Regions from separate parts of the Sus scrofa genome. Here region 2 is linked to region 1. Evidence: chromatin contacts called from public HiChIP or PLAC-seq data. All regions are on one chromosome and are shown on one strand. Each heading gives the region's core, a stretch centred on a gene start, on an enhancer-like site or on the middle of the called end of the contact. The rest is flanking DNA. Distances are from core to core; before and after follow the strand shown. Region 1 has its middle 150 kb from the start of MIR9807. Region 2 overlaps JARID2 (protein Jumonji).

What was found. HiChIP or PLAC-seq counts read pairs in DNA pulled down with a chosen protein or histone mark.
Region 2: an H3K27ac HiChIP or PLAC-seq map of skeletal muscle shows a contact between it and region 1, with 4 times the contacts expected there. The contact joins two enhancer-like sites. A contact is called at or near these places in 2 of 2 datasets of contacts at active chromatin or transcription factors (alveolar macrophages and skeletal muscle).

The regions. Positions count from the first base shown.
Region 1 is chr7:10,908,174-10,914,744 of Sscrofa11.1, reverse strand. No RefSeq gene overlaps it. Among named protein-coding and RNA genes, the nearest start is that of MIR9807, 150 kb to the right of the region's middle. Within about 2 kb of position 2,719, at least 25 of the 83 cell types and tissues checked have an H3K27ac peak or open chromatin away from gene starts, as enhancers often do. A contact at or near this core is called in skeletal muscle, where this site is marked.
Region 2 is chr7:11,487,779-11,494,349 of Sscrofa11.1, reverse strand. All of the region lies in intron 3 of JARID2 (protein Jumonji), which reads right to left. Among named protein-coding and RNA genes, the nearest start is that of JARID2, 130 kb to the right of the region's middle. Within about 2 kb of position 3,544, at least 24 of the 83 cell types and tissues checked have an H3K27ac peak or open chromatin away from gene starts, as enhancers often do. A contact at or near this core is called in skeletal muscle, where this site is marked.

The sequences.
Region 1 (6,571 bases), core at 1,470-3,969:
TGCGTTGCTGTGGCTCTGGCGTAGGCCGGTGGCTACATCTCCGATTCGACCCCTAGCCTGGGAACCTCCATATGCTGCGGGAGCGGCCCAAAGAAATAGCAAAAAGTCAAAAAAAAAAAAAAAGTTTTTCCTGAGCCTCTCTGCAGCATAGAGGGAAGAAGATTCAGTTTTCTGGGAGAAATCCTCGGGAGAGCTGAGTGCTGGGTCAGAGGAGGGCAGCGTGAGAGGACCGCCCACCTGCCTCCAGATTGTGGGGTTGCCTAGAGGAATTTGAGAATATATGGTGGATTCTTAGCTTGTGCCTGATGTGCGTCCCCCCTCTGGTGCCTCTGTGTTTGTCGTGGGAAGGGTACTGAAGACCAGGGGTCCAGAGGAGGCAGCCCAGAACCAGAATGTGAAGGTGTGGGAGCTTGGGCTAGATGCCCAGATTGGCTGAAATTGCAGGGAAGATGTTAGACACTCAGTGGCCTGGACTTGGGTGGCCTAGAGATTATCCAGAGGTCTTCCTTAACCTCTAACTGTCACATAAAAGGCAGCGTCTGGGTAGAAAGATGAGATCAGACACCAAAGTTCAAATAGCCAGAAAGAAACACCAGACCAGAGGGGAGGGGCCAAGACTGGCCCCCATTAGGGCAGAGAGGTGGAGCTGCTGGAATGTGGGTCAGGACCTCTCGTTTAGGGACAGACTCGCCAGTGGGCGGAAGGCATCCTTCAGGGCCACTTCCGTGATTGGGAGAAGGGAAGCTACAAGGATGGAGGGAGAACTAGACACCCAGCCTCAAGCCACGTCCCTTCCTCGCAGAGTGTGAAAGAGTGCCGAGGAAAAGTGGGCTGCACACCCACTCGCCGGCCTTTCTCTCTCCTAGCCCATTGTCTCCACTCCCCTCTCGGCCTGGGCCCTCCGCGAGAGACAGAGCCATCCTCGGAGAAGCCTTTGTCACAACCCAGCCTTGATATGGGCCGTGAAGGTGAATGGATGAACACCAAGGAAATAAGCCGCTGAGCGCGGTTTTGAGACTGCATCTCAAAACGATGTTGGTCACCTGCCTCCTCTGAGTGTAATAGAAGTCATGCAGCTTAAAAACTCTGACTGTTGATTTGAAAATTTACCCCATGCAGTGATTGATAATAGAAGCTTTCAGGAATGAACAAAAAAAGAGGGGGAGGGGACGGTACACCAGTGCCGGGAAAACATATGTGGATAAGGTTCCACATATGTTTGAAAGGGAGGATGCTTAAAAGCCTTGACAGTTCACCTTCCCCATGTGGCGCTCAGCTGTCCCGACTTCCCGGGTCTGGGTTACAGGTGGGCACACAGAGGCACAGGCCATCAGGAGAGGAGGGTGCAGGCTCTCTGTCCATCTTGGTATCATTCTTGGTTTTTTTTCTTCTTATGGTTGCACCTGCAGCATATGGAAGTTCTCAGGCTAGGGGTCAAATTGTAGCTGTAGCTGCCAGCCTATACCACCGCCATGGGGTCCGAGCTGCATCTGCAACTCACTGCGGCCTGTGGCAACACCAGATCCTTAACCCACTGAGTGAGGCCAGGGATCCATCGCACATCCTCATGGATGCCATGTCGGATTCCTAACCCACTGAGCCAGAAGGGAAACCCCCTCTTAGTATCATTATTTAAAGCGGCACAGTGACCAGACTACCACCGATGGCTTATTTTGAACCAACCAGGAGAAAAAAAAAGGAGGCCTGGCCGTTCCCAGAGACCGCTGCCCCTGTCCCTGCCTGCACTTAAGAGGGCCACTTGACCGTTCCGAGGAAGATGTTACTGTGGACCAAAAAAAGACATTCTGTTTGACTGGGCCGTGCTCCAAAGAGGGAAGATGTGGCCTCTTCGTCCCTCGATTGCCTTCGAAGCAGACTTTTCCCTCCCCCGGGGTCGTTCATCAGATTAGAGCCCTTTTCTAGGCCCTCGACTTTGTTAGAGATTTTCTTAGGAAACACCCAGTGGTTTCAGGTTTTAGTGGAAGGAGGGTGGATGGAACTTCATTGACGCTGAGCCTGAGGTCGAGGCGAGGGCAACGATCTGTCCGATTCGCTATTCTCAAGATGGAAGGAGGGAGGGAAGTTACACCAAGCCCCTCGAGTGACGCCGTCTTAGTGAAGCAGTCCTGAGGGTCAGCCTGGGTTTGAGCGGCCTGGAGGGGATTTATTGCCTAGAACAGCGAATTCTAAAATGCAGCTGCAGTCCAGACACGTGAAGAACCTTCGTAAATACTGATGCCTGGGCCTCATTCCCACAGAGTCTGACTCAGTCGGTGTGTTTATTTCCTGGGGCTGCCACAGCAAAGTTCTACAGACTTCAGGGGGTGGGGTGGTGCTTAAACAGCAGACATGTATTGTCTCGCAGCTCTGGGGGCTAGAAGTCCAAGATCAAGGCCCTGGCAGCGTTAGTTTCTTCTGAGGCCTCTCTGCTGGGCTTGCAGCCGCCTGCCTTCTTCCCGCATCCTTACAGGGGGTCCGTGCTCTCATCTCCTGTTCTCATGAGGACACGGGTCACATTGGAGCTGGCCCACTGTCGTGACCTCCTTTCACTTTAGCCACCCTCCAAAGACCTGATGGCCAAGAGGAGCACCCTCTGAGGCGCTGGGGTTAGGACTTCCACCATGAATCTGGGGGGACACGGTGTAGCCCGTAGCAGTCGGCCGGGCGAGCTCAGGCATCGGTGCCGTGAGCGCCTCCCCCAGATACTCGGATTGCAGCTGAGGTTGGGAATCTCTGTTCCAGATGGCTCTGTCCGAGCATCCAGAAACAGCTGCTTGGAGCAGAATCCCCGGACAGTCATTTTTTACATTGTGAAAGTGCTGGGAACTTGTGCAGGAAAAGGCTGCTGTAAACAGAGCGACGCAAAGAGCTTCGGATACCAAATGAGGTGACCGTGGAGAGACTGTTCAGAAGTCCCTCCTGCCTCCCTGGGGATGGGGATGGGGGCGCTGCTCTTCTCCCCCGCCCCCGCCCCGGGGGTCCAGCAGGCGGGGTGCTTTTAAGGAGCTCCCCAAGGACGGCCAGACTCCCTCACTGCACTGCTGGATTTTCTGAGCGTCGTGATCTGTGGCTTGGTTTCCTGAGTTGACCTACCCCCCAGGAGGGGCGCGCCCTGTGCAAGCAGCTGGCCTCAGTTCTTGGGCCAGGAATACAGTAGCACCTTCCAGAACCCCGCAGCGGGGCCCTTGGACAGACACGCCTGCCTCCTGTGAGAGTGCTTGATGAGAGGTGAACAATTAACGGGAGGCTGGGGTCGCTCCCAGGCGGATCTGCCGCGGGTGGTGACTGGCGTGTGGGGGCGAGTGTCGTGATGCAGCGCCCGGGCTGACTCAGCCCAGCTCCCCTCCCGGCTCCCGGCAGGCACGCACTGGCGCCTCCTGGCTCAGCCCGCGGCAGGAGTCTGTTTCTCTGTTGCTCTTGCCCTGCAAACTCAGTTCTGGCTTTTTCAAAGATTGCTGATTTTTTTTTTTAAAGACAATCCTTTTGTGAATCTGACTTTCCTTTTTGTTCATAGCTGATGGTTGCCCTGTGTCTCTCACTCCGAGGCCAGTTATTCACAAGTAAGAGGAGCGGTTCCCCCCGCCTCCCATGAGCCCACATTCATCCGGAGGTCAGGAGGCACTCAAGTTCCCCTCCTGACGTCCTCTGTCCTTAGTCCCCCCCCTCCACCCCACCCCGAGAGGACAGACTTGATGCGGCCTCGCTCTCCAGCCTGGAATGTGTGTCAGGTGCTGGCTTGGGGGGCTTTCCTTCCTTCACTGCACGGCATCCTCTCAGAGGACCAAAGCCACCAGTATGCTTGGCACCCCCACTTTGCAGATGAGGAATCAAAGCTCAGGGGGTGAAGACCTGCCCGGGAATATCCAATGGTGGGAGAATCAGATTCAGATCTACCTCATCCTGACTCCAGATCCCATTCCTGGCTGCTGGGCCTTCTGAGCAGTGCTGACACACCGCTGCTGATCCCATGCGCCCCCCTGGCTCTACAAGGCATCTCTCTGGTGGGCCGTCTCACACCTCTGACCCAGACCTTTCCTTGCCTGAGCTGCAGGCTGGGGCCCCTCGGAGCTCACCTGCCCCCCGCCGAGCTCCAGATGGCCCTCTTTTTGGGAGCCTGCTCTGCCCTGACCTTCCCTTTCCTGAGGATTTGTCTCCATTCAGTGACTCAGGCCAAGATGTGGGAGTCACCCTTGACTCCTCGCTCTCTCCCAGCCCACAGGCACGTCATCAGCGAATCCAGCGAGACTAACAATATCCAGAACCCAGCCACCTCCTCCCACCTCCGCCGTGACCGCTCTCCTCCCCGCCTCCGTGAGTCATCTCTGTCACCCCCTCATTCAGAGCCCTTGGAGCCTTCCTGTCTCATTCAGGGGTGTCAGTTATTAAGTTATTGCCTCCTGACTCCACGCCCGTCCTTCCACATTGGATTTCACCTCGCCCCGACTGGGCCCCCAGAAACCACCCTTCTCCTTGCTCAGCTCGCTCGGCCGGTAGGAGGCGCTAGAGGGAGAGCTCACCCCTGCAGAAGGGACTGCTTCCTCTGTTTTCTGTGGGTTCCCCTCGCCTGCACCTCCTGTGAGGGGCACCACGGCCCTACTGCCTCACCCCCACAGAGGCAGGCCCTTGCCGTAGCAGCAGTTACATCCACGCTGCAACTTTCTTCACACTCAGGAACCAACCTCACTGTGCACCCCAGGGTCAGCAGAGCTGGTTGCATTTCCCCCTCTGCAGGGTCCTGAACCTGGAGGACCCTCTTCAGAGCTTCCAGGGGTGTTTTAAGCGGCCTTGGGGAGAATCCTAAAGAGGGTGCTGGCATCACAGGAGAATGAAGACGGGAGCCACCTGGCACTGTCAGCGTCTCCACTGCGCGAGGCCCTGGCTGTACCTGGGAAGTGCGTTACATCCTCCCTCTCTTTTCACCCAGTTGCTATAGTTTTTCCCGGCTGGGAGGCCTGGGGGGGGTGCAGAGCTAACTAAATTTAGAAGTTGCGGAATCTACGGCATCTCAACTTCACTCTCACTTTCCATTCTGACTGGCTTTTGAACTAATGGACATGGAGGGGCTGCCTTCCTAGAACAGTATCCTCCGAAGTTCATGGAACACCCTAAGTGGTTACCAGCTCCCGTGAGCTTAATTCATAACAGACAGGCTTGGGAGTGTCGGTGGCTGGCTTGTCCTCTGTGTACAGACTTTGTGAGGCCAGGTCTGCCGTGGAGATGGCCACACCTCACTTCTAAGATGAAGCTTCATCGAACTGGACTAACGACATTTTCAGACCAGGAAGAGGCAAGAGAGTTTCTTGACGCTAGCAGTTAGCAGGGACTCACCTTCCCAGAGCTGAAGGTGGAATGGACCCTAAATCCGGCACGTTCCGGGCTACACCCTGCCCTGCTGGGTTGTGGGTAGGTTCCCTGGATTACAGTGGCATGTTACAGTTCTCACTGCGTGGTTCATCTGTTCAGTCTTGTTTGCCTTGGACCTGAGCCACCCGGGTTTCTGAAGGTGGTGAGCTGGCCACTGTTCCTGGCCCCACAACACAGGTGTGATCTGTGCCATGTGAAATGCGAGTGGCAATTATAGTGGCTGATTTGAAAGGAAACTGAACACCCTAGCTTTCACCCGGTCAGCTTGACTTGGCTATGGGCACCTTTCTTCTTGGGCAAATGAGGGCTGAACTCTTGAGTCAGACTCTTTCAAGGGCTTGCATTTCTAGGTTCCAATCACAAACAAGACAACCTTGTGAAGCTGGGGGCTGTCTACACTCTCAGCAAACTGGTGGCCTGTAAAAGGAGACCCTTGAGTACATAAAACCCCTCACTCTAAGGGTTTAGATTTTGCTCAGGTTAGAGCTACTACTGCCTTAGTTTACTGTGCCATATACTTTTTTCTTTCTACGGCCACACCCACGGCATATGGAAGTTTCTAGGCAAGGGGTCGATTCGGAGCTGCAGGTGCAGGCCTGCATCACAGCCACAGCAACACGGGATCTGAGCCAAGGCTGGGACCTACACCACAGCTCACGGCCATGCCAGATCCCTGACCCACTGAGCAAGGCCAGGGATCGAACCTGCATCCTCATGGATACTAGTCAGATTTGTTTCCACTGCGCCACAACAGGAACTCCGAACTGTGCCATATTTGAAACGAGAAATTTGAGCTGTATTTTAACTTTGGAAATTGTTGGGCAGGAGGTAATTGATAAGTACCCTCGGCGCATGTAGCACTGTGCTGGGAACTCAATGGGGAACCTAAAATCCAGGGTATGCTTGGTTACTGTCCTTAGGAAGCTCCTAATCCGTTTAAGGGAATAGAAGCTACATACACATAGACCCCATAAAACCAGAGCATGCGTAAGCATTAAAATGTCTGTCAAGGAGTTCCTGCCATGGCGCAGTGGTTAACGAATCCGACTAGGAACCATGAGGTTGCGGGTTCGGTCCCTGCCCTTGCTCAGTGGGTTAACGATCCGGGGTTGCCGTGAGCTGTGGTGTAGGTTGCAGACGCAGCTCGGATCTCACGTTGCTGTGGCTCTGGTGTAGGCCAGTGGCTAAGCTCCGATTCGACCCCTAG
Region 2 (6,571 bases), core at 2,295-4,794, 580 kb before region 1:
TAAGCTACATGAGAACAGTAGACCATTTTGAAGCCGATGACACATCTCTGTATTGAAGTCAAGCATAATATGAATATCGTGACATAATACCACGAGCACAAGTATTCTGAAATTGCCTCAAACACTAAAAGGCACTTAAATCAAACGTCCTTATCCTTTCACTTCGTCAGCAACTGTCTACCTAGAAGACCAAGAGCATGCTTCTGAAATTAACCACAATGGCTATCTAAAAGGACTTCCAGGCAACAAGACAAGAACAACAACAAAAATAGAGCATGAGGAGAATAAGAGAGGAGACTTGAACCGCTCAGCCTGTCTCTGTAACTGCAAGGCCTCATTTGTAACTCAGGTCACCAGGTGGCTTTGAAAATTAACTAAAACTAGCCAGAACAACCACGTACCAAGGAATCAGGAGTCACAACTGGCTAGTTAGTGGCTACCCTTTAGGACAACGCAGATGTCACATCTCCATCATCACAGAGAGCTTTCCCGGCCAGTGCTCATCTACAGAATGTTTCTGCATTTTGTCTCAAGACCCAACAGCCAAGCGTGCAGGTGGCAGCAGCTCCTCATCTCTCTGCTGTCCTCTGCGAGGACCCAGTCCACAGGACACGTCAGACAGACGGCGGGGTGAAAGGAGAGCAGCAGGCGGACCAATCGCCTTCAACACAGCAATGGCTCACGGTGCGCTGGTCTAGTTCTTACAGGAGGGGAGAAGGAACAGGGAGGCTAGAAGCATTCAAAAGCCACAAGCTCATGCAGAAAGCTAAGGAATGTAGAAAAACCTTCTGTGCAAAGTCATTACCCCACAGAAGTGTTTTGTTTTGTTTAAATCACAAATGGTTTTAGGTGATCCTGATACAGCTGGAGGGTGAACGGTCAGCAAGCACCTAGACTCAGGAACAAGGTGCCACATGAAACTGTTCTGCGTTAGACTCGCCTCTTGCTCCAGGATACAGGCACTGAGAGGTGTAAACCCACAGAGGGCTCTAGGCTCACTGCCTCCTTCCTACATGAGCAGAGAAGCCAGCCCCCTGTACTTCTGGTGCAGGGAGGATGCGCACACCAGAGCCCCCCTCCTATCTATGGCCTTGCCACGCCCCTCCAGCTTCTGCAAAAGCATCCAAACATTTCCTAACCCCAGACCACAGGGCATGGAGCAAGCTGGAAGGCCATAAGCCTCCCTTAGACACACCCTGTCATCACTCATCACTAAAACAGAACCAAGTGAGCCAAAGGGGGGGTGAGGGTTTTATTTTACTTAAGGAGAAAACCAAGGAAGGGATGACTGCTCATAGAGATACCCAGGGCAGAACTAGAATTCTAAGACCAAGTCAGGGCGTATCATAACAATGTACCAACTTTTTGATGCATCCACTATTGCTTTAAAGGGCTGGAATCCAGAAACTTGGGGTTGATGATTTGACAGATTGCGGGGTGAATGGTTATATAACATAGCCACTATCACTTCTAAAAGGCTGCTGAGGAGTTCCCTGGTGGCTCAGAGGGTTAAGGATCTACTGCTGGGGCTCTGGTTACAGCTGTGGCACAGATTCGATCCCTGACCCCAGGAACTTCCACAGGCCATGGATGAGGCCCCACACACAAAAAAAAATTTTAATAAATAAAAAGATAAAAAGCTTCTGAAAATAAAGGCCCTAAGAATGTCCTTTCTTTGACACTGACCTAAAGTTTGGTTGCCATCCTCATGTACTTTCTCCATCCACCCACCTTGGGCCTCAGGCCTCTCCCCACCAAGCCAGCTGGTACAGACCCATCTTCTTTCATGAACCAAGTGCCAGCTCAGAAACCGGCCTCGAGCGCTCTGTGCGCATGTGGGGCGCCCCACCCCCACACACCCAACTCTTCCTATTCCTACTGGGCAGGTTTCCCAACAGCACTGAGGGATGACCTGCTGCGAAAAACAAAAGAGGGATCATTTCCTGCTAGCTACCTAGGTCAGGGTTTCTGCTCCCCAAGTCCTAGGGGGAGGTCTAATTACAGGCTGGCGCCCAGACCTCAGGAATGAAGCAAACCAATTTTAATACAGCCCTTTAAGTGTGCTGTTTTATGACACAGCTACAGCTTTTATGAGAAGTGGTCAGGTAATGCATATCTAGAACCTCAGTAACAAATGCCCTTTGAACGCTTCCCTTCTGCCAGGTACTAAGGACTTTAAATAAATCATCCCATTAATGCTAAAACTATTGCTTCTGAGAAAGAAATTATTCCTCCACGTAGAGAGCTGGGAAACAATGAGCTGGAGCCCAAGACGATGGCCAAGTCAGGTCTGCTAGTTCTCTTCCCCCTTGGTGGGACTGTGAGCCATTCTTTCAGAGATGACAGCATGGTCCTCTCTGCCAATTTCCACGACAGGGGCTGGAGGGCTGTGGCCTCCTGGCCCGCAACTGGCAGGAGGATGAATGCCCCGCAGTTCCCTCCAGGAAGCCTCTAGTTCACGTGTATTCACAGCTCCAGGGCCTCAAGCTAGACCAGGGCCACTGAACCCACCTCGCGTTTCAGAGTCTATCCAGGAAGGCGTAGCTTTGGTTCATACGGATGCCTTTTTTTCTGAGTATGTGTAATACACAGATTGTTCTGAGCTCTCTCTGTCCACCACCTTCCAATGAAACCCCATCAATTCCTCAGACAGAAAGCACCCTTGACTTGGATTCTGCTTCACAATGGGGCAAAGAACGTCAAGGAGACTGTGTGGCAAGTCAGCCAGCAGTGGTGCCCAGCACCTCCCATCCACTACCGAGACTAGCCACTTGATGGCAATCTTAATCTATCCCCTTGGAATTCCTCCATAAAGGAGACCCTAGCAGGAAGGGGCGCCACGAGTGGGCCGGCGGGCACTAAGGACACTGCTGGGGGAGGCATCTTTGCTGGCCGGCATCTGCGGTGACAGGGTTGTGAAGGATGGATAGAGCAGCTAAGCCAAGGGTCTCCCCGGGGTTATTCTCCACGTCACGGACGCCGGCGGGGGCCCGGACAGCAGTGAGTGTACGAGCTCTGCCGTCAGACAACCTGGGAAGATGGAAATCTCCCAGGCCCCATGGCACATTCACATCGGGCTTTCCATTAACAGACCGAAGCGCAGGCAGACAGATGGTAACGAACAGGATAATAAATCAACGGCAGGCTCCTGCTTCTTATCTCGGCACCTTGCCCCCTGAAACCAGAGGGGGGGAAAAAGGCCCAAAATGAAAAAAGGGGACCTTCCTTCAAAGGTGCAACACTTGTTGAATCAAGAAGCCCAGCGCTTTCCTTCTTACTGAAATAGTAAAAGAGGAGGGGGGAGAAAAAAGAAAGAAACAAAACAAAACAAAAACGCTATTTTGCATCTTCTGCAGAAAAGGCTCTCTGGAAAGAAAAAAACATACAGAAACGCAGTGTCAGTTGCATTCACTAGACACGTCTATTTTCAGTGGCAGGAAGATTAACCTCGAAATATGGGAAGAAGAGGGAAGGAAACGGGCTGGTGTCTGGAAGCAGCCGGCTGGCTCGGCTGGGATGACGACGTGTTTCCCCACACAGCTCGACCTGGCCCTGCGCGGTGGCTCCGTAACGCTTGGCTTGTGGATTTATAAGGAGGGTTCAGACGGGGAGTGGAGCTTGTGCCAATATTTTCCTCGGAGGGATTCAGAAAGTGCCAGCTGAGAGGCTTCCAGCTCACCCTTTACAACTGTAACACTTTCCAACCAAGTCGACTGGAAAGGCCCTTTTCAAGGAGCACCAGTTGTCTGAAGTCAGGTCAAGGACCGAGTGAGACAGTGTAAAGGCTGGGGTACGGGCTAGGCAACTTCCAGCGCAGCCACGATGGAATTCCTGCATGCCATGATGGAATCTTCTGGAACATTTCCACCGGTGTGTCAGCACTGCACTGACCGTGTCTGAAGAGGATTCGTCAACCCTCCAAAAGGTGGGGTGCAACTTTCCAAGTGGGGATTCAGTGAGTCAGGAAGGGGTGGGAAGGAGAGCGGCAAAAACAATGGAGTGAACATCTCCCGCTGGAGACCCTGAGCTGCCTTCATGCAGCAGAAGGCAGAAGGCAGAGCCCTGGCAAACTGGAACAAGTGCCACCTCAGACAGCACCAGAAGCTGCCTGCGAGGCTGGGCCCAGATGGCCTTCCCTGCCATCAAGATCAGGTGCCAAGCACAACCAAGATGCCCACCTCCCTGCCAAAGGGAAGCACAGCCCTGGTTAAGAAATAATGCAGAAGACAAGGGCAGGGCAGGGTAGGGCACCGGGAAGGGGCCCATCCAGGAGCGCTGGTGGCAGGGCAGGGAAGGACAGGACTGGGCCCTCCTTGGAGCCACACAGGGACAGCCTGGCTGATGGCTGGGCTGACACTGGCCGCTCTTCTCCTTGAGAAACAAGGCTGAGGTTATAAAACAGCTCATGTTTCATTCACTGTCCCCAAACCTCCTGGAATGAGAGACCTGTCTTCTTTTATAGTCTTTCAGAAAGAAATTATAAGGAAGCTAAATCTGGGCCTCTGCAGAAAGACCCTAAAGACTACAGAGGAGTCTAGAAGGATAGATGAGATTTGGCAGCAAGCGAGATAAAGTAAGGAATTGTAAATTAAGGGATTTGTAGACCGTAGGGTAATTTCCCCAAAGCATATCCAGTTATCACTCTTCTGGCTTTAAATACATACCGTACAGGACTCTAGGCATTTAATGTGGCTCAAGTAATAACAGGTTATTTCCAAAAGCTAAGTTAAAAGGTTCTCTAAATTTGGGGAGAACGGGATCTAAGAAAGTCACCAGCAAAGCAAAACTGCACTAGTCCGTTGTGGTAAATCTGATGGTGATTATAAGCTCCATGAAACGCACGTACCGCAGGCTTCAAATCACGAACTGGGTAAAATTTAGAAAACACAGGAGCCTGTGCTCCAAGGAGAAGGAGGCAGGTGGTGTTATCCTTTACAGGAAGGAACCCAGAGAAGTTCCATGCATGAGCAAGCTACCTCTGGCTGCGCCAGCCCTAGCTGGTGGCTCCACAGGCCCTTCCCTTCACAATCCAGTGGAGGATTTTCGATATTCAGAAAGCACTGCCCTATAAATTACATTTACAGCATAATATTTAGGCAAATAAGATGAACTGATGTATAACAAATAGGATTCTCTCAACTTCAAATAATCACACCATTTTTCCAAACTCAAGGGAAAATCGTCCTTCTCAGGCCATGTCATTTGCCCATGACCCCCCCGCCCCCGCCCCAACAAGTCCTGGGGCTTGGAAACCCCCTCTCCTGAGCGCCCAGCCTTGGAGAGCAGCTCCCTTTTCCAAGACTGAGGGTTTTTTTTTTTTTTTGGTCTTCTTAGGGTCACATTGGCCCAGCCTTGGAGAGCAGCTCCCTATGCATATGAATCAGCGGTTGACCCCACTGAAGCAAGGGACTTGGCTTCATCCAAATGGTCTCATGAAAGCAGCCACTGTCCGAGTTTAATCCTACCCAGTTGAGAGGAACAATATCTTCCTTAAGGTCAAAACAGCTCTTACAGGGTTTGCTGACTTATCAGGAAATTGTTATAGTCCCACCAAACATGGAAATTAATCTAAAATTCAAAACTAAGCGTTGTGACCATCTCAAACCCTGAGTCCTGAACTGTTCCGGACTGCATGTGACACACCCCAGGGTCCATTCCTAACCCTGAGTGTGACAGTATGTGAAGACAGAGCTGGTAAAGGGGGGGCAGAGGTTAAACGAGGTCATGGGGCGGGGCCCTAACCTAAGGGCAGGTGTCCTTAGGAGGAGTCAGAGACACGAACGCACTCCCTCTCTCCATCATGTGAGGGGCGCAGCCAGGAAGTGAGGCGGCCAGCACCCTGGATCCTGGGCTTCCAGCCTCCAGAACTGTGAGAAACAGAGCTCTGCTGTTTAAACCACCCAGTCTAGGCTGTTTTTCTTATGGCAGCACAAGCTGACTGATACACAGAATTACATCTCAGCCGCAAGAAAATGAACAAATTAGCAATTTCATCATGCTGCTGACATACATTTTTGCACCCTCAAGACCATCAGGCAGATCACGGGGTCCCCACAAGACTCAATCTACCTGAACACAGACACCCCTTCAGCTTGCCTCTGGGGAAAAGCCAAGTCTCAAACCCCAGCTCCAGAATATCTTGAATTGTAACATCGAGGCTGAGTATTCTTAAAACTCAGGTTAAGAACAGTATTTTCACAAAGGAGGTGAGGCAGGCGGCCCACAGGAGAAAGTGACATGGAACAGGATGAGAAGCAACCGTTTAATTAAAAGTCCACTCGGTCTGGACTTGCGCAACCACTCAGGATGCAACCCGTGCTGCTCGGATGGGACAGAGACTCCGGCTCCACGAGTGCCACCACAAGACGGTGGATATCCTCAGGAGCGCACCCAGCGGTAGGGCCTTCATTCTAACACGCTTGCGGTCGCCGAGAGTTGCTTCCTGGACACACATGCACTTCTGCCTTTGAGGCAATTTCAAGTCTCAACAGACACTCGCAGGCATCTGATACATTCTGGGGAAGGATCTTAAAACTGATACAAAAATCGCAAAAGCTTCGAAAAACAAAGA